3 separate regions of the Mus musculus genome follow, and regions 1 and 2 are each linked to region 3. A link is a contact called in public promoter capture Hi-C data. All regions are on one chromosome and are shown on one strand. Each heading gives the region's core, a stretch centred on a gene start, on an enhancer-like site or on the middle of the called end of the contact. The rest is flanking DNA. Distances are from core to core; before and after follow the strand shown.

Region 1 (2,700 bases), core at 134-2,633, 590 kb before region 3:
AGCTCATCTTTGCTCTGTGAACAAAGGTCTTGCTAACAAAATTCCACACCAAATCCACAAGATTCTGTAATCCAAGCCCAGGGCCCGAATTAACAGAATAACCAATGAGGAGGTTTTCTTACTGATCTTTAGTGTATTGACTTGACAAAATAATTAATTTAAGCCAAACTGATGAATTTAAAGCAGGCTCTTTTTTTTTCTTTATCTGTGCACTTAAAACCAATTATGGATCCAGAAATTGCAAAGTATGTTTAATAGCTATTTTTTAAAAAATGATTTATGGAAAGGGTACAAAACGGGTCATGAAAAGGAATTTGCTTTGTGCTTAGGAAGGTGAAGAGGTTAAGCTGTCACTCCTGGAAATTGTTTTTTAACTCTCTCTCCTGGAAATGGAGGCACAGAAAGCCAGGCATTCTCTGCTTTCCCTGCCTCCACGCGTCGGCTTTGCGCAGCAGCTGTCCCTGGTGGACGTTCACACTGACCTCACAAGGAAAAGGAGGGTTTTAAACAGTCTCAGGCCAAGTGCAACACAGTGCCAACGGTGGCAACGGCAACGACGCCCACCATGTGTTGACAATGAAGAGGACGGCAGCCCAGGCCAGGTGAGGGCTCACGAGGCACCCCACACCGGTGCAGCCCACACTACAGGGGCAAGCGACAGCCACCTTGCCCTGCTCGCCCACCACGATGTCTGCATCCACGCAGGTGGGATAACGCTGCGCTGCAGCCCCGAGGCTGTGCAGTGCTCCAAGCGTGGCGCTGAGGTACCCCGACTCCGCTCGGGGCCCCCGCCCCCTTTTTCCTTTGTTGCAATCCGCCTGAACAGCTGGTCGTGTAGTAGGGACCCTCGGGTTGGGCCGAGGGTCTGCAGGGATCCCCGCAATAATCAGGCCGCGTTCACGCGGGCACCGAAGCCTTCCGCAGGGAGACCGTGAAATGGGGTGTTCCAACCCTTGGTGAAGATCCTGAATTTAGGCAGCCCCCACCCCGCGACCGCGAACACGCGAGGCTGTAAGGCATGTGTCTGCGTTAGATGCCGACTTCCACGGTAGCCCTGGTGGGGTGCGGCTGTGGGCTCCTGTCACGCGTCCTACCTGGATCCGGGGGTCCACCTCTTCCTCCTCCTCCTCCAGGCCCTGTTCCATCCTCTCTTCCTCCTCCTCTTTCTCCTCCACCTCCCGGGCAGGCGGCGGGAGCTCCGCCGGCTCGTCAGAGCGGCTCCGTTTCAGCGCCGTGTCCATGCGGGCAGCCGAACGCGCCGCAGCCGGGTCGCAAAGCGCACGGTGGGATCCGGACGCACCGAGGGCCACCTCGCCGCAGCCGGGTAGGTCTGAGCGCGCAGCGCTGCCACCCCGGGTGCTCCGCCGGCGAGTGCGGAGTGGCAGAGGAAGTGGGCGCGGCTGCCCCCTGTCTGCAGCGGCCCGCAGTACACCGCACCCACTTTGCCCAGGCCGCCGTGATAGCCTGTGTCACCCGACACTCTGTCACAAAAAGCCCAGTGCACTGGAGTCCCGGCCATGGCCACTAGGAGAGGTGCCGCCCAGTGGCTCACCAGCCCGAGCGTGGGCCGCCTTAAGGTAGTTTCCTCCTGCCTCCAGTGAAGCAGATCAAGGCACAGAAGGAAAGTTCGGGTGATTTCCATTCTTCAAAGCTACCTTTGTGTCTATTTGGAGTCACAGAAAAGGGAACTCTACCCTAATCTTGTCTGTACAGCAGACAGAGGATGGCTAGCCAGGTCCAGCCACCGAGTGGACATCATAGCCTGGAGTCTGCTGGGCAAAGCTCGGCAAGCGAAGGCATGAGCTCTTAGGGCTTTCCTGGATATTCTGAATGCACGAAGAGCCCATGGAGCTGGGGGGGGCGGGGGGGGAAATCTATGGATCGGGCGGCTTTTTAAAGAGATTGCCCTGCTTGCTCGTGGCAAAGCTTGCCCAGTGTAGGAACTATGTGGTTCTGCCCAACATCACCAAGCTAGAGCTTGCCTAGCCAACTGGGCATCACAAAAGGGCTAACAGTGGACAGGTTTCTCTGAACGTTTACAGGTGCTAGGGCCACTGTGAGGTCAGGGACTACCTGGTCAGATGCCCTGAGCAAAGTGGATACTTTGTAGAGGGAGTTTGGAGGACAGCTTTGCTTGAGAGAGTTGTTCTCGGAGCCTGTGATCCTGCCTTTTCCCCCACCTCAGAAGCAAAGCAAAGGGGTATCTGTCCTCTTTCTCAACTGGTCAGTCTTCTTCAAAGCCAGTACCAGAGAATCTCACGTGTACCACAGGCCTCCCGTGCTTCAATCTCCCCTCTGGAAAAGCCTGACCCTGTGTTCCCTTCCAACAGTTTCCCGTATTAGGTCTGTCTACTGACTTCCCACTCACTCATTTTGTTTGTTTGAAACAACCTCGGCCCAGGCTGGTGTCAAGCTCTTATCAGCTCAGACTGGCCTCGACCTTCTGATTTTCCAAAGGTAGACTCCCATGTGCTGCATTTTTAATCAGGCACTCCTCCTGTAGAGCTCACTATACAGCTAACACTGTATATATAGTCACACTGCCTCTGGTTCTGAAGCACTGAGATTATAGACACACACACCACCATTTTGGCTTCCTTGGTGGGATGGGGAGGAGACAGAGTTTTCTGTGTAGCCCTGGCTGTCCTAGAACTTGCTCTGTAGACCAGGCTAGCCTGGAGCTTAGAGATCCACCTGGCT
Region 2 (2,700 bases), core at 88-2,587, 690 kb before region 3:
CCCCTTCAGGGGATTGGTATGAAGAAAATCTTATTGCTAAGGCTTGAGATTGTAAGAATGGAGGAAGGGGACGACAGACATTCATAGCTGGCACAAGCAAGGTGGAGGGTCGAGACACACATGATGCTCAGGGATGCTGACCACAGCCTCTTTAGCTGTACACTGACCAGTTTCAGTAGTAACATCCACCCCATTGTGACCTTGATAATGAATATCCTGAACCACCAGCATGAGCATCACTAAGGAGTCTTTCTTGAGCTTGAAGACAGCTGATACCACTCTAGACTGGATCACAATCAATTCAACTCCTTTTCTCTCTCTCCCTGAGACAGGTTTTCTCTGTGTGGCCACACTACTATCCTGTAATGAGCTCTGAAGACCAGGCTGGCCAAGCACTCAGAGATTTGCTTCTTCTGCCTCTGGAGTGGTGGGATTAAAAGCGAGCACCACAGCCAGGCTCACAATCAACTCTTAGCAATATCTCCAGCTGATTTGTGTTCATGTTTGCACGGAGAGTGCTCCACTACAACAGACATATGCCTCCTGGGGTCGTTCAGGGTTTTTGCTGTGTAGATCATGCTGGCCCAGTCCTCTTACCACAGCCTCCAGACTGCTGGCTTACAGGAATGTGTCACCATATGCTGCGTTAATGTTTCTTATGTGTGGGATCATACAGTGTATAATTTTGTCAAGACTTGCTACTTTGACACAGCATGGATTTTGAATCTCATCCAAGTTCTGGCACTTGCCATTAGTTAATTTTCATCACTGCTGAATTCAAACTTTTAAGGGGATAAAAGAAAGCAACCACACTACCATTTACTATGTAATTACAACCTTCAACTTGCCCTAAGATACAAGTCAAAAATACATCATCTGGTTTGTAGACAATTCAAACAATACACTTCGGTGTGCCTTGGGGAGCCGTAGAAGGTCATACTTTAGTTTGTCAAATGAACATTACCAGAGCATCTCAAAAGCACCTCCTAGCCTCATTTCATATCTTTATTTCTAATTAAACCAGTTGGCAATACGAGGTGCTACTGATTGTTTCTTTCCGCCTACCCTTCTCACTTAGCGGACCAAGGGCTCCATAACGCGCATGCTCCTTTCAAGCCATCCCCTGATTCTCTCCAACAACCTCCTGGGCACTGGCACCTTCTTTCTAGCAGGCGGAAGCGGAGCCCTCAGCTTCGCCCTGGCACCTGCTTCCTCTTGTCCAATCCCACTGGACATTGTTCTGGCCCCGCCCACCTACGATCGCCTTGAGCCCCGCCTGCTTCGGCGGGAGCGCTCCCCCTCCCGGCCGGGGTCGACTGCGCCTGCGCAATGCGGCTGATGGGCGGAGCAAGGACGCGAGGGGTGGGGGCGGCCGCGAGGGCTCCGAGCCCGGGCTGCTCGGAGCTCGCAGTCCTCCGGGCGGGTCTGAGGTAGTGGGGCTCCGTCATCTCTTCCGCCGCCCTCGAAAGTAAACTTTGCCACTCCACCCGCGGGGTCCCCAGTTCTCGCCGCAGTGCCTCCGGGCGTCGGGGTTCCGCGTCAGGGCCTGTCTGCCTCCCCCGGCGTGGGGCCTTGGGCGCCATGGACGCGTCGGCGCTGGAGCGGGACGCCGTGCAGTTCGCGCGGCTGGCAGTGCAGCGCGACCACGAAGGCCGCTACTCTGAGGCGGTGTTTTACTACAAGGTGAGGACAAGCACTCGGCTCCGGCCGCGTCACCCGATCGAGTGTTGGCGGAACCCAAGGCGGAGGGGCGGGGTCCTGCTGGGGCTGTCCGGCTTGTCAGGCCGCAGATGCCCGCCGCTTTGCTGCTTGTGGCGGCCGAGGTGGGATGGGGAGTGAACACCCTGTTCGCTGTCTGTTGGCCTTGATGCAACCCTTGATGTGAGGCCAACCTTGGGTAATCCGTCAGAATATGCTAATAGTGCACGTTCCAGGTAGAAAGAAAAAGTAAATTAGGAAAAAAATTCATCGTACTCTAGCATTCGATGTATGTCTCCATGATTGTTTTTCTGAGTGTATGTGTGTATACACGCCTTCTTACCCCCAAACTTGAATCATATCGTTTGTACTATTTTGACATCTCACTTCTGCATTGTACCTAGATAACCTTTGGTTGCTTGCATGTGCTACGTTTACAGCATGTTCTGTATTTGGTTGTGGCTTTCCAGCATTGAAGTAGTGCAGTTAAAATCCTTAGAGCTTTTTTTTAAAAAAAATGTGATACTTGTTTTGGATGATGGGGAGCACAGTTGCTTGTCAAAGGGTATGCACTTCCGCAGTTCATCCTGTGTTCTCCAGTCCTGAAGGTTTGCAAACACACCCCTCCAGTTGTATCGTCATGATATGGGCATCTTTTCCTTGATTATACGGAAGTAGTAAAAATTTCCCCCTTATGCTTACGTGTTATCAGTAAAGCGTGGTTTGCTTTCTGCTAATATTTTACTATTTTTATTTTAAAACCTACCTTATATTTAGACACTTTTGTTTTAGGATCATTCGTTTTAAGTTTCTTAATTTTGATTTTACAATCCTACCTCCCTACCACACCCGAGTGTGTGTGTATGTGTGTGTGTGTATCTGTCTGTGTTGTGTCTGTGTCGGTGTCTCCCTGCCCTGTCGCCCTCGTTCTCGGGGTTCTTGCTATATAGTGGAAGCTATTTTTAAATTTGTCTTCCCCTTACCTTAGCCTTCCCATTGCTG
Region 3 (2,946 bases), core at 217-2,716:
AGCTCGGGGTCACAGCTTTCATGAGCTATCACCCATGGTGGGCCGCTTTGCAATGATGCAGCTGCTTTTCTGCACCACCCCTCTTCCTGTAACCCCTGACCCATACTCCTGTTAGTAACCCCAATTAAAACTCATGACCCACCAAACGACTTTGGTGCAGTCATTACTTTGGTCTGCTGTGGGATTCTTTTCTGGGGACGTGTGTCCGTCACACAACCATGTTCCATCTCCGTTTTCCTTCACTCCCATTGCTCCATGCTCCCTCCCATTGCGCTGCCTCTGACTGCTCTTCACCTCCCGTCATGCCCGCTGCCCTGTGCCATCTCTCATTGTGCCCCATTTCCCATTATGCTCCATCTCCCAGCATGCCTTACTTCTCAGTAATCCACCGCCCACCATGCTCTGCCTCCTGTCATGTCTCCTTTTGCCTCTGCTCCAACCATGCCCTCCTTATCTCCCTTCCTTTGTGCTTCCTCACCTATAGTGGCTCCATCACAGTGCGATTGGCCTGCTATGCTCTGGCCCGCTGTTCCCTATACCAGACCCACTCCTTTCAGAGCCTCGCCTTTGTTACTCCTTCTGTGACTCTCCCCATTACACAGATGCTGGTTCTTCTAGGAAACACACAGTGCCACTTCAGATTGATTTTTAACCTCCAGCCCATATTCCCCAGCTCCCATCTCTGCCTCGTCCCCGCCCCCCGCCCCCTGCCCCTCCCCCTTGGCCCTTGACATAGTCTGACCTCCAGACACTAACAGACCATCTCTCCATCTCCCTCACTGTCATGTAAGCACCCGGAGGTCCCAGTTTGACTTCATTCTCTGTTATACTCCTGGCCCAGGGAACAGTTGGGGGCATATGGCCGGCAGCTGCTCATTATGTGTGTACAAGCTAAATGGAGTTTGAAGACTGAAAGAGCTTGAAGTATGCCTGTCCTCCATCAGCCTCCAGGTGCTTCTGAGGAAGCCAGGTAGCCAGACTTACAAGGGCTCCCTCTGCTCCTCACTTTTAGAAAGGAAAGGCTAGTGGGGCCCCAGGAAGGAGCCAGGCAGATTGCCTTGGGAGATTGAAGGTGCTGACAGGCAGCTGGCTCCTGGCATCTGCGTCACCTTGGCAGCCTGTCCAAACCAGAAGGGAATTCTCCTTCCTGCTCTTCTGGGTGGGGAGAGGATGCCTCCCTATGAATGGTGCTCAAGTCTGAACTCCTGGGAGGTTGCTGTTTTGGATCGGCTCTTGGGGTGACGCTGTGTGGCTGTGCAAAGCCTGGGAACACGGGGGCATTAGGACCAGGAGCGAGACGCACACTTGGCTCCCTGTCCTATCTGGCAGAGGGTTCCTGCAGAGCTGGAGGTATGTGTGAAAGGAAACCCCGACCGTGCCTGCCGGCTTTACATCTGTTGCTCTGACCTGACTCAAGGCATCCCAAGGAGGATGTCTGTCATCTTGGCTTGACTGAATCCCCCAGCAACTCGCCCCAGACAGCTTGTAGAACCTGACCACTCATGCAGAGGGGGAAAGAACATGGGCTAATCACCAGAGCAGGATGGACAAGAGCAGGGTGAGAGAGGAGCCAACAACCGGAGACCCTTCTCAGAAGACAGCTAACACTCAGAGAGGACCCAGGAGCCCAGGCTCTGGTGGCTTTCTGATTCTAGAGGGCAGTGGGTCTTATAAATGCTACGTTAGCATATAGACGTTAGCAAACGTCTGGTGGGATAAGAGGTGCAGGTGGATGGCAAAAAGCCTTTTAGCTGGAATGAACAGCCCAGGTTCAGTTTCGAGCTTGAAGGTACCTGGATAGCAAGGAGGAAGCAAACTTGATCAGGACCTGTTGCTTCGTGGCGAGTGGCTGCGACATGCTCCCGAGGAAGCGACCCAGGAGTGGACGTTCCAGGCTTCAGTTCCTCCTACTCTTCCTGACTCTGGGATGTGTCCTGATGATGGTGATCCTGCTGCATCCTCCCCCGCCCACCCTGCACCAGGCTGTCACAGCTCAGGCCAGCAAACACAGCCCTGACACGGGGTACCGCCTGGACTTTGGAGACTCTCAGGAGTGGGTCCTGGAGGCTGAGACTGAAGGTGATGAGTACAGTCTCTTGGATGGCCTGCCATCCTTCATCTCCCTGCAGGAGGATCAACTGCTGGTGGCCGTGGCCTCACCCAGAGCTAGGAGGAGTCAGAGCCAGGGCAGGAGACAGGGCAGCTACCAGTTCATCAAACACAGGAGCAGGAGATGGGATGAGGAAGCCCTGGAAAAGGACTGGAGGACCGAAGAGGATGGGGAGGAATCAGAAGAGGTGCTGACCCCACTTGGCCCGGACTCAGATGGCCTCAACAAGCCACTCAGTGCCCGCCTGCCCCTGAGGAGAGTCCTGCCCGAGGTGCGACACCCACTGTAAGTAAGGGCCCTGCCATCTCTTCTCCAGTCTAAGCGTGTGACTCAGTGGTAGTAAAGTCCCAGGTGCCAACTCTGCAGTCTGCCTCTCCCATCCTTAGGACAGTGCTCCCTTAGGACAGTGCTCCTTAAGATGTGGGCCCTGGGGCCAGATATCAGCCTGGCTGATGAAGTGCCTGAATTGGAGATCCTCAAATCCTGTCTCAGACCTGCTCAGTCAGAAGCCCCAGAGTCACTGATGAGCTACTAACAAGTCCCGAGGGAGGGACGATCTCATTCGTTCATTCTCTTCCCAGGCCTGCCTTTAGTCCCCCTAGGTCACACAGTGAGATGGGAGCAGAAGCTTCGAGGAACCTTCCATCTCTCTCTCATGCTGACTCCAGGGCAGTCTTCACGTTGGGTTACTATTAGTGTTTACCTTTATCTGGGGTCAAAGAAGCAGATGCAAGAATTGCAAGAAATGTCTACGTACTTCTTGCCCTGTGCCTGGTTTTAATCTAAGAGCTTTCCCTGTGAGACCCATAAGGCCCTAGAAAAGTCCACTTGCACTG

Evidence for each region. Promoter capture Hi-C pulls out the DNA fragments that hold promoters and counts their contacts.
Region 1: a promoter capture Hi-C map of liver shows a contact between it and region 3, with 3 times the contacts expected there. The contact joins the promoter of Sh3bp5 here to the promoter of Galnt15 in region 3.
Region 2: a promoter capture Hi-C map of the 3T3-L1 cell line shows a contact between it and region 3, with 2.6 times the contacts expected there. The contact joins the promoter of Capn7 here to the promoter of Galnt15 in region 3. A contact is called at or near these places in 9 of 39 promoter capture datasets (the 3T3-L1 cell line, HPC-7-derived erythroid cells, embryonic stem cells and 4 more) and 1 of 115 datasets of contacts at active chromatin or transcription factors (pancreatic cancer cells).

Annotation. Positions count from the first base shown.
Region 1 is chr14:31,434,717-31,437,416 of GRCm38.p6, forward strand. It overlaps Sh3bp5 (SH3-domain binding protein 5 (BTK-associated)), which reads right to left and starts at 1,384. Exons shown (of 9, transcript NM_011894.3): 1 at 1,095-1,384. The coding sequence starts at 1,241. Gm35907 (a long non-coding RNA gene) reads left to right here and starts at 518. Exons shown (of 4, transcript XR_383329.4): 1 at 518-602.
Region 2 is chr14:31,335,301-31,338,000 of GRCm38.p6, forward strand. Capn7 (calpain 7) reads left to right here and starts at 1,338. Exons shown (of 21, transcript NM_009796.3): 1 at 1,338-1,683. The coding sequence starts at 1,582.
Region 3 is chr14:32,027,637-32,030,582 of GRCm38.p6, forward strand. It overlaps Galnt15 (polypeptide N-acetylgalactosaminyltransferase 15), which reads left to right and starts at 1,467. Exons shown (of 10, transcript NM_030166.3): 1 at 1,467-2,395. The coding sequence starts at 1,857.